Linked DNA regions of Mus musculus: regions 1, 2, 4, 5 and 6 are each linked to region 3. A link is a contact called in public HiChIP or PLAC-seq and promoter capture Hi-C data. All regions are on one chromosome and are shown on one strand. Each heading gives the region's core, a stretch centred on a gene start, on an enhancer-like site or on the middle of the called end of the contact. The rest is flanking DNA. Distances are from core to core; before and after follow the strand shown.

What was found. Promoter capture Hi-C pulls out the DNA fragments that hold promoters and counts their contacts. HiChIP or PLAC-seq counts read pairs in DNA pulled down with a chosen protein or histone mark.
Region 1: an H3K4me3 HiChIP or PLAC-seq map of fetal liver shows a contact between it and region 3, with 2.4 times the contacts expected there. The contact joins the promoter of Tbxas1 here to the promoter of Zc3hav1 in region 3. A contact is called at or near these places in 1 of 484 Hi-C or Micro-C datasets (the G1E-ER4 cell line), 3 of 115 datasets of contacts at active chromatin or transcription factors (cardiomyocytes, fetal liver and pancreatic cancer cells) and 1 of 9 other capture datasets (pancreatic islet).
Region 2: a contact with region 3 is called in a promoter capture Hi-C map of pre-B cells. The contact joins the promoter of Hipk2 here to the promoter of Zc3hav1 in region 3. A contact is called at or near these places in 5 of 39 promoter capture datasets (the C10 cell line, fetal liver, liver and 1 more), 4 of 484 Hi-C or Micro-C datasets (CD4 T cells, embryonic stem cells and muscle stem cells), 3 of 115 datasets of contacts at active chromatin or transcription factors (pancreatic cancer cells, stem cell-derived neural progenitor cells and thymic regulatory T cells) and 2 of 9 other capture datasets (liver and pancreatic islet).
Region 4: a promoter capture Hi-C map of liver shows a contact between it and region 3, with 5 times the contacts expected there. The contact joins the promoter of Parp12 here to the promoter of Zc3hav1 in region 3. A contact is called at or near these places in 2 of 39 promoter capture datasets (liver and neural stem cells), 1 of 484 Hi-C or Micro-C datasets (liver), 2 of 115 datasets of contacts at active chromatin or transcription factors (memory CD8 T cells and thymic regulatory T cells) and 1 of 9 other capture datasets (liver).
Region 5: a contact with region 3 is called in a promoter capture Hi-C map of liver, with 2.4 times the contacts expected there. The contact joins the enhancer-like site here to the promoter of Zc3hav1 in region 3. A contact is called at or near these places in 3 of 39 promoter capture datasets (cranial neural crest, frontonasal cranial neural crest and liver) and 5 of 115 datasets of contacts at active chromatin or transcription factors (embryonic stem cells, extraembryonic endoderm stem cells, large pre-B cells and 2 more).
Region 6: a FOXA1 HiChIP or PLAC-seq map of pancreatic cancer cells shows a contact between it and region 3. The contact joins the enhancer-like site here to the promoter of Zc3hav1 in region 3. A contact is called at or near these places in 4 of 115 datasets of contacts at active chromatin or transcription factors (bone marrow-derived macrophages, extraembryonic endoderm stem cells, microglia and 1 more).

What each region holds. Positions count from the first base shown.
Region 1 is chr6:38,916,648-38,920,567 of GRCm38.p6, forward strand. Tbxas1 (thromboxane A synthase 1, platelet) reads left to right here and starts at 2,339. Exons shown (of 13, transcript NM_011539.3): 1 at 2,339-2,594. The coding sequence starts at 2,506.
Region 2 is chr6:38,873,908-38,877,718 of GRCm38.p6, forward strand. Hipk2 (homeodomain interacting protein kinase 2) reads right to left here and starts at 2,283. Exons shown (of 15, transcript NM_010433.2): 1 at 1,892-2,283. The coding sequence starts at 1,910. It also overlaps a transcript of Tbxas1 not described here.
Region 3 is chr6:38,352,738-38,356,540 of GRCm38.p6, forward strand. Zc3hav1 (zinc finger CCCH type, antiviral 1) reads right to left here and starts at 1,866. Exons shown (of 13, transcript NM_001347122.1): 1 at 1,178-1,866. The coding sequence starts at 1,485.
Region 4 is chr6:39,116,353-39,119,879 of GRCm38.p6, forward strand. It overlaps Parp12 (poly (ADP-ribose) polymerase family, member 12), which reads right to left and starts at 1,997. Exons shown (of 12, transcript NM_172893.3): 1 at 1,455-1,997. The coding sequence starts at 1,807. 4930599N23Rik (RIKEN cDNA 4930599N23 gene) reads left to right here and starts at 2,121. Exons shown (of 4, transcript NR_045813.1): 1 at 2,121-2,468.
Region 5 is chr6:37,478,963-37,482,636 of GRCm38.p6, forward strand. No RefSeq gene overlaps it. Among named protein-coding and RNA genes, the nearest start is that of Gm33318, 38 kb to the left of the region's middle. Within about 2 kb of position 2,384, at least 26 of the 459 cell types and tissues checked have an H3K27ac peak or open chromatin away from gene starts, as enhancers often do. A contact at or near this core is called in liver, where this site is marked.
Region 6 is chr6:37,611,154-37,615,194 of GRCm38.p6, forward strand. No RefSeq gene overlaps it. Among named protein-coding and RNA genes, the nearest start is that of Gm33429, 82 kb to the left of the region's middle. Within about 2 kb of position 1,933, at least 19 of the 459 cell types and tissues checked have an H3K27ac peak or open chromatin away from gene starts, as enhancers often do. A contact at or near this core is called in pancreatic cancer cells, where this site is marked.

The DNA of each region.
Region 1 (3,920 bases), core at 1,089-3,588, 560 kb after region 3:
TGTTACTTTCCTGCTGAAAATCCTTTAGGTCACTTATTTCTGACCCTACCGCTTCATCTTGGCTAGCTTGCTTCTCTTAGTCCTTGGTTATTATCTCTGTCCCGCAGCAGATAGAGAAAGGGTGTGGCTGTCTGTCTCAGTTTTCTATTGCTGTGATAAAGTACCATGGCCAAAAGAAACTTGGGGAGGAAAGGTTTATTTCATCTTGGAGTGCGCAGTCCATCATCCAGGGACGTCAAGCCAGGAACCAGAGGCAGGAACTGATGCAGAGATCATGGAAGAGTGTTGCATACTGGTTTGTTCTCCATGGCTTGCTTGTTCAGCCTGCTTTCTTATAGAACCCAAGAGTGTCTGGCCAGCATCACCCACAGTGAGCTGGGCCCTTCCACATCAATCTCCAATCAAGACCAGTTTTCCTATAGGCCAGTCCTTCGGAGACATTTTTTTTTTAAATTAAGAATTCCTCTTCCCCAATATGTTTTGGTTTGTGTCAAGCTGAAAGAAACCTACCAGGACACCATCTCTCCATAGCATTTGCAGTTTCTACAGATCGCACGTCACCTAGGGATACCTCCACACTTATTGTTATCCTTCGGGTGTGAGCAGCCCCTCAGAAAACTGGGTATCTCTGGCTGACCACTTGCATTCCATAACAATGGCAATGAGCATCTGGGGTCACATCAGGGGTGAGCGTACGTCATCCATAGGGTGATATAACAGACACATTCAGGACGGAATGGATGACCTGGCTTATACCACGACAAAACTATGTGACCTTATTCTAGTCCCTCTCCCTTTCTGGGGTTCTGTTTCCCTCTCTATAAATAACACTTTGCCACGATCAACATTTCTCAGAGCAAGTTCCTTAGAGTACTCCATCCGAGCTGTGTTAATAAATGCCCCTGAAGGAGGATTCTGTGGTCAAAGGCACTTGGGCTATGCTGCTGGCCACATCCCACTCAACATTCCCAGGGCATATCAGCAACTTCATAGCTCTGAATGGAGCTGCAGTAAATAAACTTACTGATTAATGTTTAGACCAGCCTTTCTCACACTTATCTCACCTTGGACGCCTTAGGGAGCACTGTGTGTGTGTGTGTGTATACACAAGTATATATGTTGTTTTTTCCACAGTGTTGCTCTGGCATGTGCACTGAATTCAGTCACATCTGAGGTTGTTCCTTCCCTGAGCATGGCCATAAACCTGCCGTTGCTCCAGTAGCACTAGCTGTCACTCTGCATGGTAGCTCCTTAATTTGAGCAGACTATCTGACCCTGTGGAGGAGAAGCCTACTCTGAGAGAGGAGAAAGAAAGATGGGGGGGGGTAGTTGAGGAAAAGAACAAGGCTCGTGGGTCTTACCGTAGTACTTAAAGCGCAGAAAGGTTTTCCCACCTCCAGGCCTCCACCCATGCTCTCTTTCTGCTTCTCCTGCAGCTCTCTACAGGACAAACTGCTTTCTCACAGGCAAATCTCAGTGATGGCTTTCCTCCCTAGAGTCTTCCCCACTATACCTCCTAGCAGGCCATCCCACAGGCTGTCCCCGAAGCTCCGTTTTGAGAACCTTCACAGCACTGTTCTGCACTGGTAATTATTCCTTCGTTTGTAGACTGTATATCCATCTGCAAAGAATCTTCTCCAGGGTTGGGGGCCAGCATCATTTGTGAGTATGGCGGATGCTGACCCCATATACACTCTATGAATGGCCGAATAACGTCATGGTGGGTGTTTTCCTGCTCACCCAACCTTTTTATCTGTCTTCAGGATGAAACACGCTGATGAATAAGCAAATAAAATCATCCAGTGTCTTTCATCAAATTAGACCAGAAGCTAGAACAGTCAACCCACACACGACTACGAGTGAGCTTTTACACAACCAACAACTCATGCTGAGAGCGCTCACCCGAGGTAAGATCTGTGGTCTGCACCAATACTGTGAGCATGCCTCTCCTCTCAGTCAGGAGCTTGCATCCTATAACCAATGCACTGGGAGGTGGTTGGCTACAAAGCAGATGATGCTGTCCACCTGGCCCCCAGAATCCATGGAACATTCAGAGTGCCCTGGCCTGTGTCACCACTGAAGTACAGATCGACAAAGGTGTAGAGAGGCAAATCTTGCAGGAGGTCTTTCTCTGAGGACGGCGTATTTGAGAAGCAGTCAATGGTTAACAACCATTTTGCTTCATGATGACCATGAGGCCCGCCTGTCTGCTCCTGTTTCTGGGGAAGCTAACATAAATGTTTATTGACAACACAGTCATCAAGAAAATAAAGTTGCTGATTCATTGCCCTGAAGCCCTTTGTTTCTCCCTCTGCTTCCTTCCTCTTTATAAAGAAAGGCACACTCTAAGAAAGAGCACTTTTGGGGGACTCACTTGATGGGATGTTCAGCTGACTACCTACTTCTTTCTCCACCACCTATATACAGATCAGGACTCCTATAAGGGCAGGAGAGCAGCACCCTCTTTCCTCCTGAGGACCACCCCTCCGGGGTCTCCGAGGAAAAATGGAAGTGTTGGGGCTTCTCAAGTTTGAAGTCAGTGGTACCATAGTGACTGTGACTCTGCTCGTGGCTCTCTTGGCCCTCCTGAAATGGTAAGTGTGGCCAACCACAGGGACTGCGACACTACAAATGTCAGCCCAGGAGCCTGTGGTGCCAGGTGGGGTATGCGGGCGTGTGTTTTTCTTCTTGTCTAATCTAGAGGGAGTTGAGTATTAACACGGCTTCGGAATTAAAAGCAAACAGCCAGGTTAATTTTTTGCTAAAATGCATGAGATTCAAGTGTCAGGAAATGCTGGAGACTCTGTGACTGGGAACGCTACACACAATTAAGTCTGAAAGAAATGGAAAAAGAAGCGGATTGGAAAGGCATCGGGGATGGCTAGAAGGGCTTTCTCCAACCCTGACGTACCTGCTCACCTTGTTTTTTGAAATCATTTCATGTTGAGTTTGCAACGAATTCAGCCTCTTGGCTCACATCAAGTTAAAGACATGGAAGCTCTTCGGCAAACAAACTTTACTGGGGACAGAGATGCCTGCAGGGTTAAGGACAAAGTGGTAGAATAAATTTCCCAATTTTCTAATATGTGGTAGAAGGGGATGGGTGCCAAATTAAGAGCCAGGTGTGGTGACAATGAAGCTGGGGACCCAGAAGGAATCTTAAACTTGTGCTACATACACTGTTGCTCTTTGTGTGTTTGTTAGTTCAACAACAGACCTTGTGTTTTAAAAGCTGGCCCCAATGGTGACTGTGAAGGACAGACCTCACAATGAGCTATATTTGTGTTTACCCAGCGGGGTCCTTACCTTTCCTGGAGATACCCATGGATTCCCAAACACTTGGATTTAGGTTGTCTCTGGGTTTTGAGGGGAAAGTGGAAAAAAAAAAGAAGAGCTGGAAGAGAGTTTCAATTTATGTTTCTAGTGGTAATAAAGCCACCCGTAGATTAATAGCTGGGAAGGCACTTTGAAAAACATCAAGCATTATGCAAATGTGAGGTATTATTCTTTTGGAATTTGCATAGCTGAAAGTGGAATGTGCGTTTGATGTTCTCTGATGATGATATGACTTATTGGAAATTGGCTCTGAAGCCCAGCATCGGGCCCAGTGCTCTTTTGGTTTTTAACTGGTTTGGTTATTTTTTTGAACTTTTCTGTCTCAGCATAGCTGATCTGGCATTGAAACCAGCCACGTGTGAAAACAAGAGCAAAGGGTAGTCCCTTGCCCCCGTCCCTAACAACCCACTTCAATGTGTTCTCAGTCTCTGTGGAATCCAAAACAAAGTATGTGGCATGCAGTAGGTGCATAATAGATGTCTACCACTATAATTTTCTCCTACTAAAAGCAGAGGAAAGCGTGATTGTGGGTGGGGAGGGATAAGACGAACACATGGGTAGTGTGTGCAAAGGCCTAGGTTTAA
Region 2 (3,811 bases), core at 1,033-3,532, 520 kb after region 3:
CACAATCACTAAAAGAACAATGTCCTAGGACCAACTGTGCTGGGTCTTACTTAGCCCCGGGGGCTAGCCTACATTCCTCATGGATTTCAAATGAAATCAACATAATCAATGAAGTTCCCAGGGTGGCTTTGTTCAAGGTTGACAAAATACATCCCGACCCACCTCCCCAGCTTCCTGGAAGAGGAATTTTTATTCCTCTATTACAGTTGTGAATTCAATGCCAAGTTCTTTCTAAAATGCTCACCCGGAGTGTCCAGCAGAGGGAGTCTCAAGGAGGTACTTAATAAAGAGAAAACTGTTTCATTTTAACACTCTAGACAGTGGGAGCTTTGACTGCAGCCCCCCTCCCCTAGACACAGATGAACAATGAATGCCCGACATGGGTTCTCCTACATGTTCACGTCCCCACTGGCATGTTTCTAGTCTACGTGGTGGAGTGATCCGAAATTTTGTTTTGTTGTGTGGAACGGTTAAATAGACCTTGTGTTCTTCGGAATCAAAGAGGAAAGCCCCTGGAATAACATTTCTCTGTTGCTTTCTAAACAGCCCCTTTGTTTCTAAGAGACTCTGGAAAAAATATTTACAGTCCATAGGTTATTTACAGCCTTGTTATTCAGAGCCTGAATGGTAAGAGAGTCCATGCAGAAACCTAATTCATTTAGAGCCCTGGTACTAATAACAGATTTTCTTTTCAGATAAGTTTTTTTTTTTTTTTTAAATCAGCCTCTCCTAACAGAGATAAAACTATTAATGAGATCCCTGTTTCACTCGGCCCAACAGTTCCCTGGGTTTATAGGATTACAATCTCCCCTAGCCCCTCCTCTTGGTTCCTGGCAAACCCGTTTCCCTCTCATTTGCGATTTCATACACAGAATATCTGAACAAAACCGAAAGAAAGCCAGATGGACCCACGCTAAAAGTATGTAAAGGGCTGCTATTTCAATGATTTCACGAGAGAAACATTTTCACGACGAAATAACTGAAAAAATCTGGCACACTTTGGTTGAAAAATACCCGGTACTACAAGCACACAAAACCCCATAGAAGAGTAAAAACTTAGTTGATTCCGGCTTGATTTTCTCGCTGCAAGCTGACGGAACTGACTGAAGAGAACCGAAAGAGTGCGCGAGGCAGCTGTATCGCCTTACCTTTTCTTTCTTCTAAAGACAGTCAAATGGGAAAAAAATCAGCCAACGCCAGGTGAAGGTGCACAGCACCGATCTACCCAGGCCGAGCCAGAAAACCTTCTTTCGCACCCCCTTCCCCGCCCCCCCCAAAAAGCCAAACTACATTCTCCCTTCCACACGCCAACTGCGGGGAGATTTTGAGCCTATTTCATTGTTCTGCCTGGGTCTGAAATGGACTTTTCATCTCAACCCTCTCTCATCGCTTGGCCCCTTTCAATCGGATTCCACAGCCACCACCACCACCACCACCCCCCAAAAATCGGAGGCTCGGGAAGAATAAAGGAGTGTGGGGTGGGAGTGGAGATGTTTGGAAAAGGGAGCAGAGAGGACGGACAAGTAGAAAGGAGATCGTTTAAAGGTAATGGGGGAGGACCGCATCACCTTCATTTATCACAAATAAACAGAAAGCAGTCACGGATCCGTCTTTTCCCACACGCCGCCCCCATTTCTTTTCTTTGGGCAGCAGCCCACCGGCACACACCCCCCAGCCGCCTTCTCTGCCCTGGAAATAAGATCCTGCTCCAGGCCGGCTCCGGTCCCGTCTGGACCCAGGATGGGGGCACCGGGGAAGGTCGCGAGCCCCCAGGACCAGGGCCCGGGGCTGCGGCCGGGGGCTGCCGGGCGAGGGGCCGCGGGCAGAACAAAGCTACGGGGGCCGCGGCTGGCCGAGCGAGCGGGGGGATCGCGGGCCGGGTGCCCCTTACCTTCGTACACGGGGGCCATCGGGGCCGGGGTGTCCGCGGTTCATGGCAACGGAGAAGGGAACGCGGCGCGCGAGCTCGGCCCCCTCAGCCTCAGTGGGAATCTGCCATCTTGAGCCTGTGTCTCCGCTCTCGGCGCAGCCCAGGCCGCCAGCGCCCGCATCACCGCCTCACTTGGCCGGCGCCGGGGGAGGGGGCCGGGCGGGCGCGTCGCCGCCGCCGCCGCCGCCGCCGTAGCCGCGGCCCGGGCCCTGCGCGGGGGGCTCGGCCGGCCCGGGGCGGCTAAGGCGCCGAGGCCAAGGGCCGGGCGGGTCCGCGAGGGCGGGAGCCGGGGCGGGCTGCGGCGGCCAGGGCCCGGGCCGGAGCTCAGCTCCGCATGGCTGTGAGGCGGGGGCGCCGGCAAAAGTTGCCCGTGAGGAGCAGGGGGAGGGGGCGGGGGCGGGGCGGCGCGGCCGGGCGCGAGCGGGCGGGCGGGCAAGCGCGAGCGAACGAGCCGGGAAGAGCCCCAGGGAGTCCGCGCGCAATCGAGCGCCGATGGCACGGATGCGAGGCGGGGAGGGCCGAGCCGAAGGGCAGAGCGGGGCGTCGGCGGGGGCCGAGCGCGGCCCGAGGGGAGCCGAGCGGCCGTGCGAGCGGGGCTGGGCGAGAGCGCGGTGCGCTGGCCCGCAGCCGCCGACCGGAGCTCCGCGGTGGAGGCGGCCACAACTTTGTGTGTGCGTGCTTGGGAGTGCGCGCGTGGGTGTGCGCGCGCCGGCCGACCGGGCCGGGGAGCGCGAGCGGCTGCTGCCGACAGCAGTCCCGCTGCCGGGCAAAGTGTCTTCACCCCAGCGCGTGCGGGCTCCGTTCTAGCCGACACGCGGGGGAAATGACTGGAGGGAGTGGGCGCGTAGTCCTCCCGGGAGAATGTCGGGGGAGCTCCCTGAACTGCTCGGGGAAAACGCAACGTCAGGATGGACGCCTGATCCCGATGTTTGGAGAGCCCTCTCCTCCATCATCCGGGTGGGAGGGTCCCACCTAGTGGCTCCAGGGTTTTGCTTTTTTTCTGCTCACTCGGGCCGGAGCGAAACGTTCTCTAAACTCTCCTAGCCTGGATCTCTGCCCTGATTTGCCTCTCCAGCTCGCTTCTGGACGTCTGCACGGGACGCCCTGCCTTTTGCCTCCAACTTACGAAAACTTGTTGAGTCCTGATATATGAATAGTTCATAAAAGAAATTAAGTGGGTGACAACAAAGCTTCTGAAAAGCCAACAAAATATTAGTATCCAGCAAAAAATATTTTGTCTCATAAACCCTTTATTTTCAGGTATGAATACTGGACACCTGATGTAAATTGTATTTCCTACCTGTAAATCATAGGTCCAAAACAGTTTAGAAGCTACCTTGAGGGTGGGGATGTAATATGATGACCTCTAACTCTGGAGAACTTTCTTTAAAACAAGCCCATTGTTTTCTTTTCTTTTTAAGACCATTGTTTTCTCACTATCTTTCCAGCTTCTGTATCCCGTGCCCATCCACCACCCAAAAATAAAAAAACAACCTAGCTCCTGCACACACGTGGCTGGTTTTGTTACTGGAAAATAAGTTTCACTTCATCTTGGGATGGTCCTTGACGGCGATCTTCTTTGCCTCAATATTTCATATTACATTACACTAGTGCTTTCCTTACTCTAATGTTCTTCACGTTGTAGACTCCTAGGCGACCATTGGTAAGGGGAACCTCAGAGATCATCTAGGCCTGCCTTGCCGTTTTGCAGTCCAAGAAGCCCACAACAGTAAAGGATATTATCCAATGATACAAAGTATTGGACCTTAACTTTAGATCTTTAGGCCCCTACGATCTTCCTTCACACTCTTCACTTGTCCCTTTCTATCCCCTTGTAATCCTTAACTGGTTTCCCTAGATTTGTTCATGGCCGGTTGCTCC
Region 3 (3,803 bases), core at 616-3,115:
GACAAAAGCTCGGAAACACGATAGCCTAGAACCAACCATTCATTACTTCTGCAACACTCAGATGTGAGCCCTGGAAGAGGAAAGGGCAGAGGGATTAGAAATTATATAAACTGGGGGCGTGGAGCCGGGGATAAGGTTGGAGAGCTTGTTTGGAGGGAGTTTGGCCTATGTGAGCAAGACACTGGTTCCTCAGACCCCTGGATGAAGACGCAGGCCTGCACAGGTTATGTGTTTGGAAATCATCTCGGTAGTTATGACAGGTGAACCCCAGCAAGTGATCCTTGTCTTGGAGAAATTTGGAAGACAGCAAAATAAAAGGACTTGAGCCAACCCTTGGAAACGCTTATGAAGAAGAAGAAGAAGAAGAAGAAGAAGAAGAAGAAGAAGAAGAAGAAGAAGAAGAAGAAGAAGAAGACCAAGTAGGACCAGAAGCAGCTGCCTGAGAAGTTAAGCCACATTATTTCATGCAATTTGAGACAGTGGGTCGGTTGCAAGAAGGGGGGGGGGTGTCGTAGTACAGGCCACCACGCATACTAGGAAGAAGGCTGAGAGGCCACTATACCTTTAGTTATCTATCTGGCCAGGTGGAGAGACAAGGAGTGAAGGGTCACAGCGATCCAGGAGTTGGCGCACCCGAGACACAGGAGACTGGGCAGCACCGCTAGGATTCTGGGGCGATCGCAACATTCGAGGTACCAGAGTAGCAAGGAGAAAAAGGTGTGCCTGCAACTTCTACAAACTCTGGTTGGTGCAAACGTACTTTAATTAGGATTCTGGTGGGAGGTGAGAAGGGTAGAGAGGCAGCCTTGTCCGCCTTTCCAATAGCGCTTTGGCTACAGATTTTTCAACCTGGGGGTCTAACTTCACAGGAGTCGAATATGACCATTGGAAAACACAGATACTTGCATTACATTTCATAACAGTAGCAAAATTACAGTTACGGAGTAGTAACGAAAATAATTTTATGGTTGAGGGTCACAAACCTGAGGAACTGTATTAAAGGGTCGCAGCATTAGGAAGGCTGAGAACCACTGGTCTAGAGATTAGGAGGGATAGAGGGAGAAGGGGTTTGCAGCCGAGTGAGCCATATCCACCCGGTTCCCGCCTCCCCTAGGAAGCTGCCCCGCGGCGCCGGACTAGGCAATTAGAGAACCTTCCCCATTCCCGCTGCACTCACCGCTGGGACTGTGCATAGTGGCACCGGCCGAGCAGATTAAGCTTGCAAAGGTGCAGGCTGTCGCAGGGTCTCTGGCAGTACTTGCGACGGCAGACGCGGGCTCGAGTAGTAGCCACCACCGACCGAGTGATCCCGGCCTGGTCTCCAGTCTCCAATAGCACAAAGCGATCGGGCCCTGCTGCCTTCAGCAGCTCGTAGAGTTGCGCTTCGGGGAGGCTGATCTCACCCAGCAGTTCCTCCAGGGTCATGCGGCCCCCGTGAGCGCACAGGATCTTGGTGATGAAACAGAATACCTCGGGATCCGTCATGGCGCGCTATGGCTGCCGCTGCTCCGGCCGCTGCGCGGGACTCGGCTTCACGGAGAATCGAAACTTACGCGCGGTCCCAGGGGCGGACGCGGGCGGTGCCGCTCGCAGAGCAGAGCGGTTTCGCTTTCCAACTCCGGCGGTGGTGTCGCGAGGCCCGACCTCGACGACGAGGTCCTGGGGTCAGATTTAAAGTCAGCCGCGCGGGAGAGCGAATGGGAAGCGAGCGACGTTAGGCGGGCAGGTCCGCCGCGGCGCGGTACCCTCGGTTCCAGGCTAGACGTGAGGTCCCCCGAGCTCGGGACTGCAAGGCTGCTACCAGGAAGAGAGGAAGTAAGGACGTTCGTGAGGCTCGGGTGGAGTTTTGATGAGCCTGAGGAGAGTGACGCATCCTGGGGGGCCCACTAGAGGCGTCCTCAAATCAGCCCCACCCAGCCCCGGAAAGAGCAGACCTGGTGAGCGCTTCCTGTAAGCGGGACTCTCCGCCGAGTGTCGTCAATGCTCGCCACCACCTTAGGACATGGATATTATCCGAACTCCGCACTTGGGGAAATAACTTGAAGGAACAGGTGGAGCTCGGATGACCGAGGTTCTCGAGAGTTTGTTTCCGGGCCTGATTCCGCGGCACCAGATCTAGGATTACGCACTTTCTACCCAGTGCCGAGCCCCTCTTAGAGGGCGGTGATTGTTACTCTCCCTGGTTTCTTACGTAGCCTTCTCCAGAGCTATTTGAAGACCCACTCTTTGATCCTTTCTGGCCTTGCTAACTTAAAATCTCCAATTTTGGTGCCTCAAACCAACTGCTTAGAATGTCTTCAGATTTCCCCCACCCCTCCCCCCTTGGCATGAAGATGATTTTTAAGGTAAACCCTTACCTTACCGTAGAGTTACTGTAGAGACAGAAGGAAATAATAACTAGATTTCCCTTTGAGGAAAGCAAAGGCTGATGAAATTAAAGAGCCATCCGTGTCCCCAGGGAGCTTTCCGGAAGATTCTGCTGCTCCAAACATTAGCATTAAAAAAAAACTCCGATTGTCCTTCCAGACTCCGTAGTGAAACACACTCACCACACACAAACCTTATACGCTCTTCGGCCTCCTCCCCTTGTTAAATTGTGACTTTAAAACTTCTTTTGCACAATTGTGTTTAGTTTGTCTCATCTGTATTCTCAGCTAATTTGCAGGCCAGTAAACACTAGACCCAAATTAGAAAAAGAAAGGGGCTTTCCTTTCAGCACTCAGAAATGAAATGAATGGAGCGCTCACCGATCAGATGGGAACCCTTTCTTTAAAATCTGCAGGCACGGTGCAGGAGAAGTGTGCACTGCGATGCTTTCAAACTTCACAAGAGGGAGGTGCGAGTGACCCCACCCACTCAGACAAACACACGCTAAAATAATATTAAAAGCTTGGCGTGGTGAAGGCATGCCGGTAATATCAGCACTTGTGAGACTGGGGCAAAGGGATTATTGGCCAGGAAGATAATTGAGCAGGTAAAGGCACCAGTTGCTAAAACACAGGACACTAATTTGACCCCCAGAATTTCCCCACATGCTGGGAGAGTTTACTCTAGCAAGTTGCCCTCTGACCTCCACAACACTCTTTCTCTTCCTTCCTCCCTCCCTCCTCCTCCCCCCTCTCTCTCTGATAAATGTAATTTAAAATTTAAAAACAAATTCATAAGAAATAAAGTCTTTCAAATTCTTCAGAAACCCGAATGAGAATCCCTCTGGTGTGGTACGCACAGCCGCTCTCTCTGACTCACTGGAACGGTGGTCTGTAAAGCAGCCAAGCCCGGGCCTCATCTGGCTGCTTGTTGACTCTGACTCTTGCTTCTGTCTTGTCTTTTAATCCACTTGGCCTTATTTTCAGTCTGGCAGGTTTCCAGAGCCCCATTCTTATCAAATCAAGTAAGATCAATGTGTTTACTATCTTCGGTATGGTCCTTACAGTAGTGACTCTGAAGACACAGAAATCAAAGAAACAATCCCAGCTCCCAGAGGGCATCAGCTTTAGAAATAGCAGTGTCCCGTTAGGGGGTCAGAGGAAGTCCCTTGAAGGATCTAGAATTGTCAACTCCCTCCTCCTGGGGATGGATGAGGGACCAAGTAAAGGGGATTTTATAAATATTAAATATGAGTCTTTTCTATCAGATACTATAAACTTCTGTTTAGGACAAGGAATTAAAACATTTTCACTACCCCCACCTGTAAGAAAGACTTTTATTCAAATATTTGAAAAAAAAAACCATTAAAACTTTTCAGCACAAAGACACTGCTGCAATCAAGGAAACGGAGAGACTGAAATGGACAACCTCTTCCT
Region 4 (3,527 bases), core at 747-3,246, 760 kb after region 3:
AAACAACTAACTAGCTCACAGACCACGCTCTTGATAGGCAAGCACACTGCCTCCTGAGCACAGGTCTGGAAGTCAGGGACTGAAGACATCTGTGACTGGGGCCACAGTATTTACCACCCAGCAGCTTCCAAATCAGTAGGTAAGGGTTTAGCCTTCCTTTTAAGTAAAGATCTCAAACCCTCTCTGGCTTTCAGTCCACAGTGGGAACAGAAACAAGAGTCACCATCTCTCCCACAGCCTCTCTTCACGCTGGCACACTCCCCTTTAATTTCCCCAAATCTCTCGCATACACCTCGTTTGGACAAGTTCTAATCTGTATTATTTCCGAATAAATAAGTCCTAAAGACCACATTTCTTAGACCATACCCCTTAGGTAGGGGTAGGAGACAGGTTCAGGTAAATGGGATATTTATCACTTTTAGACCTGACCCACACAAACTTCCCACCAGACTTCCTACCAGGGAGACCTTCAGCCCCCAGAACTTGATACTTAGAACTGTCTCAAAAGTGTTGAGGGTGCAGCTGTACCCAGTCTGGATCCCTGATTGACTACACAGGTCAAGGTTACTAACCCAACGTGACTATTAACCTGACATCATAAAAAGTGATGTCTACTGTTACAGCAAAAGGAAGCAGGGAGGGAAGAAACTAATCCTTCTAGATAACTGGACTAGATTCGAAGCATGAAGTCTCCAACATCCTCTCCTAACCCAGCATCCCCGAATCATTACCCAAGACATCTTCCTAAAACACAAACCTCACAGCTGACATTCAACAGGCCTTATCACCTTTAAGGTGAGGCCCAAATTCTTCAGTATAAACAGATTTCACTAATCACCTTGCAGGTGCAAGCAGAGAGCAGCCCAGACTAATAAGGACATAAAGTGTGTTGTGGAAGAGTTAGAGAAAGCTCAAAAAAGCGAAAAATCTTTCAGCTCCTGCCCGAGGCGCTAAAAAAGCAAACCAGGAAGGGCATTCCAGACAGGGCTCTGCCACCTAAATGAAACAAAGTGGGGGGTGGGGGGTGGGGGTGTAGAAAGGCACCCAGGAAGGTCTGTGGCTAGAGGAGAGCGGAACTCTCTATGGATCTTGAAATTCTGAATTTCGGCTTGTAAACAGACAAACAGAAGTTGAGTGGCACTTCCAAAGCCTCCTTACAGCTGGGACAGCAAGCCTTGCTGCCTGCTCCTCAAAGCAGCCCTGAGGACCAGCTTCCCTCCTGGGGGCCATACTGCCATGCTCAGGTGTCCCTCTTGGCACCACATTCTATCTGTGCTAGTCCACCATACACTGCCAGTCACTAAGTAGGTGATCAATAAACGTTCTTGAGAGTGAAGGACAGGCGAGGCTGAGGAACTGTCACCTAGCGGTCTGCCCCAATCACGGGACGAGGGTGGAGGTCCGAGAGTGGAGGGCCAGGAGCATCCGCCCAAGCCCACCGTTGGCGTCCTTACCCGGTCTTCAGGAACTTGCAGTTGCCGTAGATGAGAAACTTGCAGAGATGCAGCTGCGCGCAGAGCCCGGTGCAGCCCGGCTTGGGGCCCTGATGCGCGCGGCACAGACGCAGCGACGACACGGCCAGCACCAAGCGCTCCGAGGCTGCCGCCGCGGCCTCCCGGCCCGCGCCCACGGCCACGACCGCCCGCGAGGCCACCACGAAGCGCCCGCAGTCCCGCAGCAGCCGCTCCAGCGCGTCGGTCCCCAGGCTGGTTCGCAAGCGGCGCCGCAGCTCCGCCAACTCCAAGGCGCCCCCCGCCGCGCACAGCAGCTGGGTCACCTCTGCCACTGCCACCGCGGCCTGGGCCATGGCCGTCGGACTGAGGCTTAGCACGGACGGCGGCGCCTTTCACGGGCCGGGCCCCACTGTTTCGCTGGAAGGAAACGAAACCGAAAGCGGGCTCCGGCCGGGAAAACAGGAGCCGTGGGGCCTTGCCACGCCCTCGGGCCGCAGCTGAGGAGCCGGCGCCCTTGTCTTAGGGCCGCCAGCTGGGGACCGCGCGGCTCGACGGCGGCCCGCGCTCGCTTGCGCGCGCACTGGGCGACCCGGCGTGCCTCGAGGCGTCGCGCGGCCGGAGATGCGGGGCGCGGGTCCTCACGGGGCCGGACTCCCGCGTCTGAGGGAGTCGTGGCCGCTCCCTTCGAGGCAGCAGCGTCCTGTGAGGCGAGTGGCGCGTTCAGCTAGGCCCGAGGGACGCCGCGGGGGGTTCAGTCAGCAACCTCGATCTCGGAAAAGCCGAGCGAAGTTTCCAGACGGCGCCGGCCGGTTGCGGCCGGTTGGTGCGTCGGCCGGCGCGCTCAGGGGGGCTCAGAAGTCGCCCGAGCCAAAGCGGGCTTTAGCAGGCGGGCCTCGGAAGCGGGGACGACGGACCCGGTCCCACCGCACCCCGGAACAAACGGAAACAGTCGCTCCGAATTGCCAGACACTCCGCTTTTGTAGCGGATCCCGCATTTCCAGAAGGAAAGCGTAGGTACGTCCTTTAAAGGGGGCCGATCCTCCCTCCCTCGCCCCTTCTGAGTAAAGGTGATGCACCTAGTTCGATTCCTCACCGGAAAGAACTCTCCTGTGTGTTACCCTGGGAGTTAAACGTTCTCGGGGTAAGTAAACGGGGGTGTGTGGGGGTATACCTATTAAAATACGACTTTTGGCACCCCCATTCCTTCCTCCAGGAGTCTCCCGGGAATAAAAGCGTTAGTAAGTCATGTTCACAGGAGAGGACGGAGTACTGGAAACAGTAAGACGGTGATTCAGACAACAAGAGTTTAACAAGCATGTTAATTCTCTGGGTTTGACCTAGAAGGACATTAGTATGTTGTGAGAAAAGATTGTAATCAAGTAGTATTCCATGGGGCTGATCGGAGGTTAAGCGGCCGCACTGCTCTGGAAGAGGACCTCGGCCGGGTTCCCAGCACCCACATAGCAGCTCACAACTGCCTGTAACCCTGGTTCCAGGAGGGATCTGACACCCTCTTCTGGACGCTTCAGACACCAGGCACGACAGGTGTGAAGGCGCCTTTAATCCCGGCACTTGGGAGGCAGAGGCAGGCAATCTCTGAGTTCTAGTCCAGTCTGGATTTGAAAGTGTACACAGTAGGATGTTTTTGAGTGAGCATGAAGCAAACCCAACACTTTGGTCACAGTGGAGTGTGGGAGGTACTAGGAAAGTGGAAAAAGGAAAGGTGAAGGCTGAAAATTGGGAGGTGAGTGCTTAGAAAATTAATTTAAAATGAATAAAATTTTATTCTAAGTATAAAATACTACAGAAAAGAGCAACTGAGGGTATAGCCCCTGGGCTCAATCCTTAGGAAGGTGTGTGCTGGGGGGGGGGGGGAGTATTACTACAAAAATGTAATAAAATGGGATTAGAGTAGACCAATTGGCAAACCCTGGAACCCAGTGAGAGATTCTGTCTCAAAATAAGGCGGGAACTGGAGAGATGGCTTAGCAGAGAAAAGTACCTGCTGTCCAAAGCCTGCCAGCCTGAGGTGGATCCCCAAAACCCAGGTAAAAGGGGATGGAGAGAGAAACA
Region 5 (3,674 bases), core at 1,134-3,633, 870 kb before region 3:
AACTTGACACAAGCTGGAGTTATCAGAGAGAAAGGAGCCTCCCTTGAGGAAATACCTCCATGAGATCAGGGGGTGGGGGGCATTGTCGGTGGTGACATCCCTGGGCTGGTAGTCCTGGGTTCTATAAGAAAACAAGCTGAGCAAGCTGGGGAAAGCAAGCCAGTAAGTAACATCCCTCCATGGTATCTGTATCAGCTCCTGCTTCCTGAACTGCTAGAGTTCCAGTCCTAATTTCCTCTGGTCATCAACAACTATGTGGAAGTGTAAGCTGCATAAATCCTTTTCTCCCCAACATGCTTCTTGGTCATGATGTTTGTTTGCAGGAATAGAAACCCTGACTAAGACATTATCTTTAACCTTTTAGCCACGGGCAGGCATTTACAGGGATTCTGTATCTTAGCTACTGTGGATGATGTAAAGAACATGGAAGTGCACATGGTTTTTTTGAGATGTTGGGGGTACTTCCTTAGGTTGGATACCCTGAAGTCAGGCTACTCAGAAACAGGCATTTATATTTGTGATACTTTTATTACTTATTGTCATTTTGAAATAATACTAATTATATCATGTTCCCCTTCCCTGTCCTCTCTCCAACCCCTCCAACATATCCATCCTTGCTGTCATTCAAATTCATGCCCCCCCCACACACACACACACTAAGCATTGTTATACGGCTATATGTCCCGAAGTCTAACCTACTCAGTCTGAATAATATTACTTGTGTGTATATTTCCAGGGACGATCATCTGGGATCAGAGAACTAACCCGTGTGCTCTTCCCTGGGGAAGACCAGCATTCCTTAGATGCCCGTGGGGCTGTGACCTTAGTTTTTCTCTAGTCCACTTTAGCACGTCCATGGTTGTTGTATTTGTTCAGCTCGTGTTTAGGCAGTTAGATTAGTGAGGCTTTGTGGGTGTAGCTTTTGACTTTACTAGGAGACACAACTTCACAGCAAACTCCGTGGCCCTCTGGCCTTTATAGATGCAGGAGTTATTTTGTAGATGTATTCACTAGGATTGAGCTCCACAACTCTGCATTTTGATTGCTTGTGGGTTTTTTTTTTTTTTAATGATCTCCCATCTGTTGCAAAGAGAAGTTTTCTTATTTTTCTTATTTTTTTTTTTTTGGCAATTCTTCTACTGTTTTGCACAACTATCCTATCAATTTTCATTCCCAGTACCAAAGTACAAGGAAACTTACATCATCTCCAACAAATGTTGTCTTTTGTTGTTTGTATATGTCTTGGTTATTGAAATGCCAGCATCAATCTGAGAACCTCAGGCAAACATTTATCACTGAACTATGCCCTCATCTCTGATCTAATAGCCATTCTAACTGGTGTAAGCTGATATTTAATTTGGGACTAAATTCACATCTACTTGACAATTAATAATGTCAAAATTTTTGAGCTGGTCATTGTGTGTATTCAGGGCCTTTGTCCATTTGGGGGGGGGTCAGGAGGTGCTTCAGACAGGAGTTCTCTGTATAATAGCCCTGACTATCCTAGAACTCACTATGTAGACCAAGTTGGACTCCAACTTACAAAAATCCACCTGCCTTTGCCCCTCCAGTGCTGGGATTAAAGGTGTGCACCACTACTCGACCCTTTGCCCCATTTCTTAATTGTTTATGTTTAAAACTATAGTATGTTTCATTGATCCTGGCAGTTTCAAACATGAGAAGTGTGTCTTGATCATGTACACCCCAGCTCCCTTCCTCCTACCTGTTACTCTTCCCCTCTTCATGTTGTCTCCTGTTGTTGAAGCCCACTGAATCTGTGTTGCCTGTTGATCTTGTGTAAGAAGGATAGACACAGTAGTTTCATGGTGCAATGACAATGTCATGTCCCAAAAGACTGCACTTCACATTAATCCTCCAGTTCTGTTCCCCGAACCTTCATGGAGAGGGGTCAACGGTCAGTCACTTTTTCTCACCACTTTGATCAATTATGAATCTCCACATTAATTGATGATAACTGTAAAGAGGAACTCCTCTGGCCAAGGACAACAACAGCATTAATCCATACATGTAGAAGAATTTTAAGTAACATGGCTGCTCTGGCAAGGGCTCACATCCAAAGACCATATAGGTCTATGTGATCCAGATGGAATGATACACCTTCAATCCCCCTGGCTGGAATATATATCTTTAATCCCTCTGGCTAGAATACAGACACACATTTAATACATACATTTAATCCCAAACAATGACATTTAATTTCCGGGCAAACAAAGTGAAGAATCAGAGAAAATTTGACAAAATGAGTCAGAGATGAGATATGCCCAACTCTTACAAGAACAGACAGGAAACAGAGGCTACTTAAGAGCAGTGCAGGAAGTGGAGTTCAGTTGAGTTCAGTGAAGGTCAGGTAAATGCGGTTGAGTGTGTGCAGTTCCGTTCAGTTCCATTCAGGTCACACAGTCACTGCAATCAGCACAGTTCAGTTCATGAGGTTCAGAGGCAGTTTTTCCAAATAGAGCAATTCAGTTAGAAACAGAGAGAAGCCAATTTGAATTAGTCATCTTGGAAAGGAGTTGGAACCAGAACAGCAGAGTTGAACCAGCCAGCCAGAGTTCAGAAAGAGCTAGCAACGGTCATGAGTTTATTCAGCAGTTAGTCTCAGAGGCTGAAACATTCTAGGCCTAGGTTAGCAGATGGAGGCTGGAAGCTAAAGCCTTCAAGGTCTGGGCTTGGAGAAGATTAGATTCTATGGAGGCTAGGAGCTTCCAGGCCTAAGCCTAGGAATAGATAGAACAGAAAGAAATGTTCTGGGCTCAGCCTAAGCATTGTGTTCACACAGCTTAATTAAGGCTCTCATCTCATTACTTCATCATTTATACACACATATAAATATAAATTTGATTATTTATTTTCTTATTGTTGAGGTATATCTCCCATATATTAAATATTGAGTTCTTATGATAGTGGTTCTCAATGGTTGTGAGGTCACCACAACTTGAGGAACTGTATTAAAGTGTCATTGTCGTAGTGTGTAAAAGGGACCCAGATCTCAGTAGGCACATAGACCTTAGCACAACTGACTTCATAATGGAACTACCATTCAGGCTGTAAAACTCAGCACATAGACAGCATCCCTTGCCAAAACTAAAACAAAGACCTAATCTATCAAAGTCCATATAGTTCTGGGAACGTCTCAAAATATACTAACTAGTTCTGGGAACATCTCAAAATATACTAACTTTTTTTTTTTTTAGTTTTTATAATTCTTTGTCTGGCTAACTGTTCTTCTTAGCTGAAGTATGTCAACCCAGAACATGTGTTTTGTACTTGAAAGATCATCCTGAGAAAGGCCTAGTGCTACATTGATATCCTGAGGACCCAGTGTAGCTGCTAACTAGTTAATAAGGACTTCTGTTGGCTTTAACCCATGTGCATGAAGTCTTCTCTTGTCTCGTCCGCTCTCAACCAGCAAGAACGACACGACCACCAGTCCTTCTAACAGCAGTTTATTCAGCAAACTTCTGTCTTCATCTCTCTCGCTTCATCTTTTTCCTCATCTTCCTCTTTCTCTCTCTCCCTGACCCGGGCCTCTCACTCTTATATACTCTCAGCCCTCATCCACTCAGGGCAGGCCACGTCACCTCACCAGGCACACAGCTTCAGCTAATCAGGGCAGCAGGGGCATGTCTCCACCAAAATGGATTCGCCAGTAT
Region 6 (4,041 bases), core at 683-3,182, 740 kb before region 3:
GGGGCTTGGGAGGATGTCTGGGTCCATGATCCTGCTGCAGCCAGGGCCGAATTGATTTCCATGGCCTGTGTTAACACCAAAAGCTACGCCAATGCCCATGATCTGTGCTGCCATTTGAAGCCGTGTTGATGACTAGGGGGTCAGGCTGTCACCAGTGACTGAGTTATTGCCCATGGCCCATACTGCCGCTGGCGACCCGTGTGTCTGTGGCACATGCCACATGTCAGAGGCCATGGTCCATGGACCATGCTGTAGACAGAAACCATGTGGAACCACCACATGGGTGCTCATCTCTCATATTTGGTTCTGGAGTAAACAGAGCCCCATGCCTCTGCTTACAAAGGTAATTACGAAGGACGGCTGTACGCTCACAGTTGAAAAAAAAGAGCCATAGAAGGCTTCTGTGAGAACACCCCTATTCCTCCACCTCTTCACTGCCTCCCCCACCCCAAGCAGTATCTTAGACAGGAAGCTATTGACGAGAACTATTAAAAGTTGTGATAAAGATGATGAAGTGGGGTTAGGGGTGGAGAAGGACTCACTGTTTTTTAAGGGGCTGGCCACTAGGGGTTTGACCATGCTCCAGTGAGTATATGGACAACACAAATTAGACTTTTCTTCCTTCCTTCCTTCCTTCCTTCCTTCCTTCCTTCCTTCCTTCCTTCCTTCCTTCCTTCCCTCCCTCCCTCCCTCCCTCCCTCCCTCCCTCCCTCCCTCCTTCCTTCCTTCCTTTCTTTTTTGTGGAGAGGAGGAAGACCACCAGGGGTGGTGGACCTGGGAGGCCTGAGAAGTAAGGGTAATCAGGTGCATTATGTGAAATTCCCAAACAATCAACAACAACAAAAATTAGGTGGAAAAAGAAGAAAGTTTACTCCAGAACCAAATATGAGAGATGAGCACCCGTGTGGTGGTTTGAATAAGAATGGCCTCCATGAGGTGGCTGTTTAGTGCCCAGTTTGTGGAACTGCTGAAGAAGGGTTAGGAGGTGTACCCTTATTGGAAGAGGCCTGTCATGGAGGCCTCATGCCAGGCCCAGTCTCCCTCTCTGCCTGCTGCTAATGGATCAGATAGAAACTCTCAGCTACTCCTGAAGCAGCTCAACGGCCAGCTGGCTGCCATGTTCCACACCATGATAGCCGTGGACTAATCCTTGAAAATGTAAGCAAGCGCCCAGTTAAATGCTTTCTTTTATAAGCTGCCTTGGTCATAACGTCTCTTCAAGGCAACAGAATGATAATTAAGACAGCAAGGGAACACAGATTTAGGTTACCCCAAATTCAAGTTTCCAACATGGAAGCAGTCTTAGGAAGTTTTTTATAGTAACAGAACAACAACAACAACAGAAAAATCATAATCCAAGGCACTTTTCAAATTGATTGGTAGAAATATCAAAGAAGCAGTTTATAGCCAAGAAAGAAGTTCAGAGGCATGCTGTCTGGTGAGATGCTTAGCTCCTGGGTAGGTAGAAACTAATGGTCAGCTAAGGGAATGCATTCCAAGGGGTTTTTATCTATTAGTCCTGGGATGTTAGGTCACATGCAGAAGTGGGCCAAGAATGTCTATTTATGGGGCTAAAGACAGGCCAAGATAAATTGCAACTCAGTCCTTGACCTGCACTATTCTAATCTCTCTGTGGTTTCTGGAAGCTCTAATCAACCCAGCAGAAGAATCAATTGGAGATTTCTGGGAACTTTCCTTCACACACACACACACACACACACACACACACACACACACGCTCACTGGTCTCTCGACCTTTAGGGATTCTCCTGGTTCTACCACTCAGTAGCACGTTACTGCAGCCAGCTCTGTGTGGGTTCTGGAAATCCAAACCCAGGTCCTCGTGCTTGGGTGGCAAGTGCTCTACTCTAAGCCATTTACCTCTAAGTCCACACCTCATAAGTGTCAGCATGTGTTTGTTATGTCATTCAACAACAACATGAGTAAATGGGGCGGGGTGTTCCTGACAGTTTGCTCCCAGGGCAGGTTTAGATTTACCAAACACGGTGGTGTTTGCCTTAATCATAGCTTAAATTGACCTTCCCAGTCTCTGCATTTACCAGGAGTTACTCACAAGCCAGAAGCTGCTGGCTCAGAGGACTAACCCCAGGCTTGCCTACCTCTCTAATACGTTCAGATACGTTGACTTATAGACCTCCATTCTTGACATTATTTTTGTCTATGTCCATCTGTGACTAAATTCCACTCCTTGTATAAGAACACCAGTCTAAGATTAGAGTGCTGGGTACAATATGACCTCTTCTATCCCAAAGTCCCAGAGATCCTAAGATATTTCTTCTCTGACCATATTCACACCAGGGGTAAAGGCGTGGCATCAACGTATGGTTTTAGGAGATGCAGTTCAACCCGCACTTCCCCAGCTAGTCAATCACTCTGTTCCAGCACACTTCTCCCTTCTGTGTCCTTCTAACCTTCAACTTAGTCTGCTTCACTGAAGTCAAACTATGCTATTCTCAATAGAACTATACTCGGAAACACTTCTTTTGAATACAAACAACCTAGACTCATAATGTCCGAGGAAAACCACATATCCAAGGGTGCCGGCCTAGTTCCTCTGAGAAGGAAGTGTTTGATAGCTGCCTATCAGATTTGATCTCTGAATGGTCTAATGAGCCCAGTACTTGAACGTCAAAAGAATAAAATCGTGCGAGTGAAGGAAGCATAGAGTTTGTGACCAGAAAACCCAATTATAGCACAGCTACTCAGGGAAAAACTGGGACCAACACAGCTCTAGCAAATCTAGTGTGTATCGTCTGCATGATGCCCCAGCTTAAAGCTCCACCAACGACCCAAATTTAATTCCCACCCTTAAGGCAGTCCTAGAGTACACCCAAAACTATGTCTTTGATTAAATGGAAATTCTTGGGAATAAGGAAGAAGAGGAAGAAGAGGAGGTAAGAAAATAGGAAATGGGGGGAATAGAAAAGAATCCCTCTTAACCATCATTAAACAGACATGGGAGTTGGGAGTGTGGTCCCTGAGACAAACCATGGGAAGACAGTCATTGGCAGTTCCAGTCTGGTTTTAAGCTATTTTGGCTGTTACTGGGTAAGTCATAAGGCCCATAGTGAATTCCCAGGCTTTTGCATTTAAATGGGAGTAGACAGTACATGGCTTTCACTTCAGTGCATTGGGTTGGTCATGTGTTATGATTAGTTCATGCTTGACCCTCCTGGGGAATGTTTTCAGAATGACAGAACATTTCATTCTCAGAGATGTCTCTGGGGTTCAAGGAGATCTAATCTGCATATTTACAGGGCCTCTGGTGACCTAGCCAGCAGCTTAAGATGGCTCCTTCTCTTTTGTAGGAGGGCTGTTATTGTTACTCCAGCTGCACTTGGGTAATGACGCCCACCTTTGCACTCTAAACATAGAATGAGAGAGCAATTAATAGAATTTAATCACAGCAAAAGAAAACCCTACTTTAAAAAAAAATCATCTTGCTTCAGAATAATATAGTTGTGCTCTGTGAACCAAAAATTTTAGACTTAATTTAACCTTAATCCTTAGCAATAGAATGCCATTTTTCTATAAACCTAGCACTTAGGAGACTATCATGAGTTCCAGGCCAGCCTAGGCTATAGTGGAAAGTCCTGTCTTACAAGCACAAGGACATGAGTTCAATTCTCAGAAACTGTTTAAAATAAGAGAGAGATGGTGGCACATGCTTGTAGTCTTAGTGCTAAAAAGGTAAACAGAGGCAGAATGCCTCCCTAGGTATTGTTGGACATCAATCTTATACTACTCAGTACATTCATGGCCAGCAAATGGATGGGCATGGTGACTCGTGCCCATAATTATCAGCACTTGGAAGAAGAAGGTGACATGATCGTAAAGTCCAAGATTGTCACCTTCAGGCAACATAGCAATTTTGATGTCAGCCTGGGATAAACCAGGATGCAAGAGACCCTGTGTCAACTCAAGCTAAACAGAAGTGATTTTCTCAGCCTATCATAATCTTTGTGCAAACAGATTAACTTCTGACCAAACTGTTGTGAGAATAACTGGTTTCTTATGCCA